2 separate regions of the Rattus norvegicus genome follow, and region 2 is linked to region 1. A link is a contact called in public Hi-C data. All regions are on one chromosome and are shown on one strand. Each heading gives the region's core, a stretch centred on a gene start, on an enhancer-like site or on the middle of the called end of the contact. The rest is flanking DNA. Distances are from core to core; before and after follow the strand shown.

The links. A called contact is a pair of places that touch in the nucleus more often than the background predicts.
Region 2: a Hi-C map of the A7r5 cell line shows a contact between it and region 1, with 5 times the contacts expected there. The contact joins two enhancer-like sites. A contact is called at or near these places in 3 of 12 Hi-C or Micro-C datasets (the A7r5 cell line, the Rat2 cell line and psoas muscle).

The regions. Positions count from the first base shown.
Region 1 is chr2:126,113,939-126,117,345 of GRCr8, forward strand. No RefSeq gene overlaps it. Among named protein-coding and RNA genes, the nearest start is that of Pgrmc2, 100 kb to the left of the region's middle. Within about 2 kb of position 2,028, at least 11 of the 93 cell types and tissues checked have an H3K27ac peak or open chromatin away from gene starts, as enhancers often do. A contact at or near this core is called in the A7r5 cell line, where this site is marked.
Region 2 is chr2:126,261,602-126,264,902 of GRCr8, forward strand. No RefSeq gene overlaps it. Among named protein-coding and RNA genes, the nearest start is that of Jade1, 210 kb to the right of the region's middle. Within about 2 kb of position 1,805, at least 11 of the 93 cell types and tissues checked have an H3K27ac peak or open chromatin away from gene starts, as enhancers often do. A contact at or near this core is called in the A7r5 cell line, where this site is marked.

The DNA of each region.
Region 1 (3,407 bases), core at 778-3,277:
ATCCAGAATTATGAATGACGAGGATTGGTGACTGTCATCTGGAGGTGACTGGAGCCATTTCCCTGGCCAGTGTCAGCCCCTGGCAACTACCTCCCAGACACAGGTGCTAGGGTTGACACCCCGGACTCAGCCAGATACCATGGACAGAGAAACTCTTGGCTCTCCACAGGTGGAATCCAGTGAGGGCCCACGCTTCTGAGGAGGGACTCAGCCAACCATCTCTTTGCCTGTGTGTTGCTGCTGTCTTCCAACTCAGATGTACTAAATCGTTGGCAGTTGTGCTTCATGGTCCCTGCCATTTCTTCATTCAGGAGAGAATTTCACAAGCTTCAGTTAGAGGCAGAATCAACACGTCTCAAAATGAAAGCTTCCTCTGGACACTACTGGCGGGTCTGTTTACATTCGCATACATTAAGCAGCCACGGCAAACAGTTCTTGATGCTCTTCCTTGTGCTTTCTTCTACTCGATCCCCCATCATACCCTCAAACTCACTCCCTTTCTGCTTCCTCTCGATCCACACTGCAGCCCTCACAGCCTCTGAGAGAACTGCTGTTGAGTGATTTTATCAGCCCCCTCACACAGGTGCCTGTACCGAGTGGATTCTTTCATGGTTTCTTGGGTCAAGATGTGCCGGAAATGCTAAATATACCACGAGGGGATTTGCCTGGGCTTCTTGTGTCCACGCTTCCAGCCAACATTCCCGGATTCCCGTGGATCACGCTCCAACCCAGGCCAGAATACAAATCATGCTGCCATGTTCTTCAAGAGGTGTCAGCATTCATGAAAACTGAATATGAGTGAGCTTCTCTTATTTTTATAATTTCATTTAAATAATATAGTTTATTATCATAAATTTACATGTTATTCTATTGCAAATTAAGCCATACCAGGCTTAGCTCCAAGCACAAAGTTTACCCCTTATGAATATTATTTTCACAGAGGCTCTTAGGAAGGACATAGATTATATTTAAATATTTTAAGAACTAGTTTATTTTCAGAGGCTTCAGAGACGTCGGGAGTGTGATTATTTGTCCTGCTCCCAAGATCCTACAAAAAATAAAAAAATAAAAAAGCGGGCACAGCTGGGCTGGTTGGGATAGTGTAGCTCGTTTGCTTCACAGACATATGTGTGCTGAGTGTTTCTCCGCTGCGTCTTCCGTGTGCTAGAGTTACAGGAACTTAGCAAAGCCTGGATGTAGAACCTGTCACGTGATAGCACAGACGAGAATGGTGACAACTGTTCAGACACATGACCCCCAAACCAAAAGACCCAAGGAAGAATGAAATTGACTTGACACTTCAAGCAGAGCAGAATCCTCTCCGCTCCTGGCTACTCTGAGAGCAATTGCTTTGGCCACCAACCTGGAGCCACCTTCCCCCATATGCAGAACTGGGGCTCTTGCAGTTGCCACTACTCAGAGGGCCACCAGAGGGCGCTTTCCTCCTTTCGGGTTCTGCCTTACTAAACACGACTCCTTTTGATGGCTAGCACTGAGTTTCTCAGGAGCTGGGGGATTCAGAGGATGCAGCTGCGGCAGACAGCTTGGGTTCTGGGCAAGGGGAAATGTCAGTAAATTTACGTGTGTTTCTGTGTATATTTCTTCACTTCTGTCTCCTCTGGTGAACTGCGCGCTTAAGTACCAGATCTTGTCTGTGTATATCCCTGTCATCTGTGGCTAGCTTGGAGTCTGATATTTAAGAGGTCTTAATAAATACTACGGAGTGTGAAGAACTGATCTTGACTCAGGTTTTAGTTTTCTGCCTCTGAGGTCAGCCTGACCTGGGATCCTTATTCAAGAGGTCTGGCATGGGGGTGCAAACGCATCCTTGGAAGGCTCTGTGCTCCTAGCTAGCTGTTCCTGCCCCACGGGTGGGCCTCCTTGGCTTGGTGCCCTAGCTATGGGCTGCTGACTATGAGAAACGAATCCCTGATCCTTGGGTTTGCCACTTAGTCCCTTTAGTGTGACCTAGTCTGCCCTCCCACCCTGCCTTTCCATTCCTCTTCCCATGAGCACACTTTCCTGCCAGAGATGACATCACCTGCCAGTTGTGGGAGACCAGCTGGGAAGACCAGGGGCTCTTGGCACCACCCACAGGGGCAGCTGTTTCTGCAGGCTGGAACTTACCAGCTCCTGTTCTGCTTTAACCAACACTGAGACTACATGGGTGCTAGAACAGAGGGCACCCCAAAGTTAAGGGGGTATTTTCTCTTATAACAAAGGCTTATAATTTTGTTCCCTCAGAGTCCCATTGTCCAAGGTTTTGAAGGGGAAATGTGTATATATACAAAGGCCGAGGAGAGTAACTGTGGATGGGGGTGGGGAAGATTCCTCACATTATGTGTGTTGGCACTGCATGAGAAATGCAGAGAGTTTCAGCCTCCTGGGTCAGGTGGTGCTGCATAAATCCCAGTGTGAGCCTCACTGATGTGTATGGGCAAGCCAGCTAACACTCTGAACCTCAAACACCTCATTGATCAAACTGGACAGTAATATCCCTGTACAGGTTATAAGCAGACCTGCTGTCAATGTCAGTCACTCTAAGTCATAGCACGTGAGGCTTGCTCTTGGAACTGTTATAGAATGCTGCTTTCGTTATTCCTGTGTCCTCTCTTCATTTGCCCATCGTACCGGAAAGCAGTCATTTTTCTCTCCTGCACTTTCACCTCATGGACCTGGTGATTTACACAAGTGACTGTTTTCTCTTCTTTAAAGCAGCTGCTAGGAAGCCCAGAGCCAAACGTGTGGTCCGTCAGCATCGACTGTGCACGTCACTGGAAGATGTTTTTGACCACATGTGCGACTCTGTTTACATGCCTGCCATTTCAGAAACCGCCTCTCGTTTTCCATGATGCTACTGTGTGTTATTATTCTACAGATCTTAATCTTTCTGAAGTGAGACAGAGTGAGATAAAAATGCGTTTGTTACTAAGTATGTGAACACCCAGATTTAAAGCATTTTTTCACTATGTCTGGGGAATAGTAAGCTCATAACATGCGAGTTAGTTTTATGGAGTCCTTGTAAATGAGTGTAATTACCCTCTGCGAATCTGAGTTGGCTCTTGTGGATTATATTAGAAGGGTGTGGTAAAGTGGTTCACATCAATAGACAGGTTTCCCAAGCTGGAAAGGTGTCATTGCCTTAGCTAGTGGTAGGTATAATTCTAAACACACTGACAGCTCGAATTGTCCAATCACTGCAGAGAATGCCTTGTAGACGAGCCCAGCCTAGAACAAAAATAACCCCAAAGTTATTTCAACCTATATGAGTTTCTCAAAGTGCATTAAAGGGGGATTTATTCTTTGCCAGTCATACATCATAAAATGATGTTTCTTCCCTTTCACTCACCATTTCCCAACTCTTTTGCTGCCAACCAGACTCATCCCCCACCCCCATTCCCTGCTTA
Region 2 (3,301 bases), core at 555-3,054, 150 kb after region 1:
CTAACTGCTAAGCCTGACTTCGTGAGTTGGATTTCTGGGACTCTCATGGAGGAAGAACAGACTGCCTCCTCCAGTTATGCTACGACTGCACACTTTGTGGTACACAGGCACACACACACACACACACACACACACACACACGCACACACACACACACGCACACACACACACACACGCACATACAAGTTAAGCCAACTAGCACTTGCCTCAAGTATTTGCCTCTTGTCTACATGTTTCTTGTGCTATTTCCTGCCTTCCACTCCGCCTTGTAGCATCTTGTCATATGTCAGGGGTATGTCGGAACATGTCATGTATCCTTGAGGACATGACTGAATGCTTCATGTATGTTTCCTAAAATTGGCATGGGACTATGCTCATGATTGGTACTTGAAACAATGTTACGAAATAAATGATCCACTTGTTGTATAAAAGTCTTTAAGTATTTCTCACCTCAAGCCTTATGTCTTTAGTTTTCCAGGGATACAGAGAGGGGAAAAATATCCTCAAGGCTGCTGCTATTTGAATGTCAAAAGGTCAGTCGACATTACTAGAGGGATGCTGTGGCTTTCTGCCTGGGGCCATCAAACAATGTGCCACAGGATTTAGCTGATCTCAGACACTTACAGACAGGGCCAGATTACACAGAAGTCTCTTAAGAAGCGAGTGAACTACAAGGCTTTTGACTAATTGTTCCTTTCTGACAGAATAGAGGACGTTTCCTGGTAAAAGTCTTTCCAGCAGAGGGTTTGTCGCAGTTCTTTCACTAAATTGTAAACCTGAGCAAAAAGAACTAAGCAGAAAATGTTTAACTACTGTATTTAAGCCTAACACTATTTATAGTCACTCTATAGTCATCATTTCTGAGATAGTGAAAATCTTCATGGAAGCTGTAGGCCAAGGACTGGCTGAGTGCTTTCCCTGTACAAAATATTTTGGAAATTCAATCATGTATCTGTTTATAATAAGTGATGAATTTACAAGCAAAGCTATATATTAATTCAGTCTCATTAAAAAAGCTAACAAGGAACGTAATGAGGTTATCATTTTTTCATATATTAACAAAAGCTCTGATAGTTATTTGACTGATAGCCATTGGATAGTTTTTGAGATTATAAACGGTTACATTAAGAAAATATGCACAATTCTGATTAATGCATCAATTACAATAGGCAATGCATTTTATACATAAAATGAGTTTTATGTGTTTCATAGTTTAAAAGGCATATATATATATATTCACAGTTTTGTTAGAAACAGACTATTAAATGAATGCAGTGAGCTGCTATAAGCAGTCAGCAAAACACGGAGAAATATTGACAATGAAGAGAAAGACATCTTTTTTTTAATTTTATAATTGTGAAAGAGAGGGGAGAATTCATCTGGGACACAGTTGAAGTCATAGAGAAGTACCTGAGCTGGAGTTGACTGGAGACACAGCCTGTGAGCTCAGAAGTTCCTTGGGCAGCAGGCCTGTGGATTCTCCCCCTGTGGCCACTGTGAGTAACGTTAAGTAAAGCAGGTAGGTCTCTGTGGACCCACATCGCGTCTCACATCCGGTCTGAGAGCATCGCATCCCGTATGTGAGCATCACTCCGTGGGTTGGGAGTCACTAGATCGATCATTCTTCTCCAGGGCTTTCGTAAGCTGGTTCCCATCGGGATCACCTCCTGCCCCAGCTGTTCTCTTGGCTCCCATTTTCCTGCTAAAAGGAGAGGAATCCTCCAGGAGGGATGAGTCAGGGTGTAAACCAAGTGGCAGCCTCTGGATGCAGGCTCGCCAGGTCCAATTTGGATGACTAGACGGGCGGAGCATGCTCACTCTCTGCTGGCACGCCCTGAAGAATGTGGGACCCGCAGCTGCCTCTTGCAGTGGTTAGAAGTGGCCATCCAACTTTTAGTGATGTGTATTTTAGCTACACTGTTCACCACTGTTTTCCGTCTGGAAAAACAGGAAGAGCAGTGTTTGAAGAGCTGCCTGTGCTCTTGAAAGGCTTTTTTCTAGTGTGACTTTCCTTCTTAGCATCTCAGCAGTGTTTGCCAATGCAGCCCAATCAATTCACTAAATTAAACATACACTGTGTGAGATGTGAGCACAGAAAAACCTGCTGGGAGCAAAATAAATGCAAAGTGAGATGTATAGTCCTTCCTCCCAAACAAGCCCCCAAGCCGGCTGGCCTGGGTTTGACACTTTTTGATACCTAGCCTCTAACAGTGACAGTACTCAAAAGCAGACTAAAAACAGAGAACTCAACGGGAAAAAAAATATCCCAAACACAGGCTATCCTGGGTTTCTGTTGTCAATTGTTCTGGTGGTGGTTGTGGGTTTGTTATTGTTGTTGTTTGCTTGCTTGCTTGTTTGTTTCCCTTTTTTAACCTTGCAGAAGCCAGAGCTATCAGATTAAAAAGAACTGCACGTGAGAAAATTCTTCCAGAAGATTGGCCCTTAGGCGAGCATTTGGGGCATTCTAGGAGGGCCCAGCGTGGGGGGGGGGGGTCCGGGCATGTGGTCTTGTGGTTTATAAGAAGGCAGGCTGAGCAAGCAGTAAGCAGAGTTCTTCCACAGCCTCTGCATCGGTTCCTGCTTCCAGGTTCCTGCCTTGACTTCCTACCCTGACTTTACCTCAATTATAGAAGTGTAATGGAAGTGTAAGCCAAATGAACCTTTTCTTTCCTCCAAGTTGCTTTTGGTCATGGTGTTTTATCATAGCAAGAGAAACCTTAACTAAGATTTTTGTGCTACACAATATCGATTGAAAGAACTAAGGAGTTTCTGGGCTGCCTTGGGTAGCTTTGATGAATTTCCCAGTACTCTAGCTTTTTGGCCTTGCCAATAGTACATCCTTTAGAGCAGAAAAGCTCAGCTCAGACAGCACGACCTACACACTAACCTTTACCACAACATGCTTCCATCACTCCCAAAGGAGTCAAGCAGCACAGAAGCTCCCTGTTGGCCGCTTTGAAAGGGTCCATATTGTTAGAAAGTGCATTCTGAGACCATTGTAGGAAATGGCTCTCCTATCACGTCTGTGAGAAGTTTTTGCTATGTATGCATTTTATTTTGAGACCCAAGAAGCCCATAGATGCCTAAATTTACATTCTCCACAGAGTCTGGTCCCCTACAGAACACTAAGAATTAAATATTAAGCAACTGTAATAATGTTAATATCCATGATGAGTGTCTTAAGTTTAATGTTTAATTCTTTCCAATCTCCAGGGGGGTTGGCTCCTCTGCCTTCTGTTGTTACACCTTCTGATTGCACCGTTCCTGTGGAAACGCTTGCCTTGAGATAATAACGTAGCCT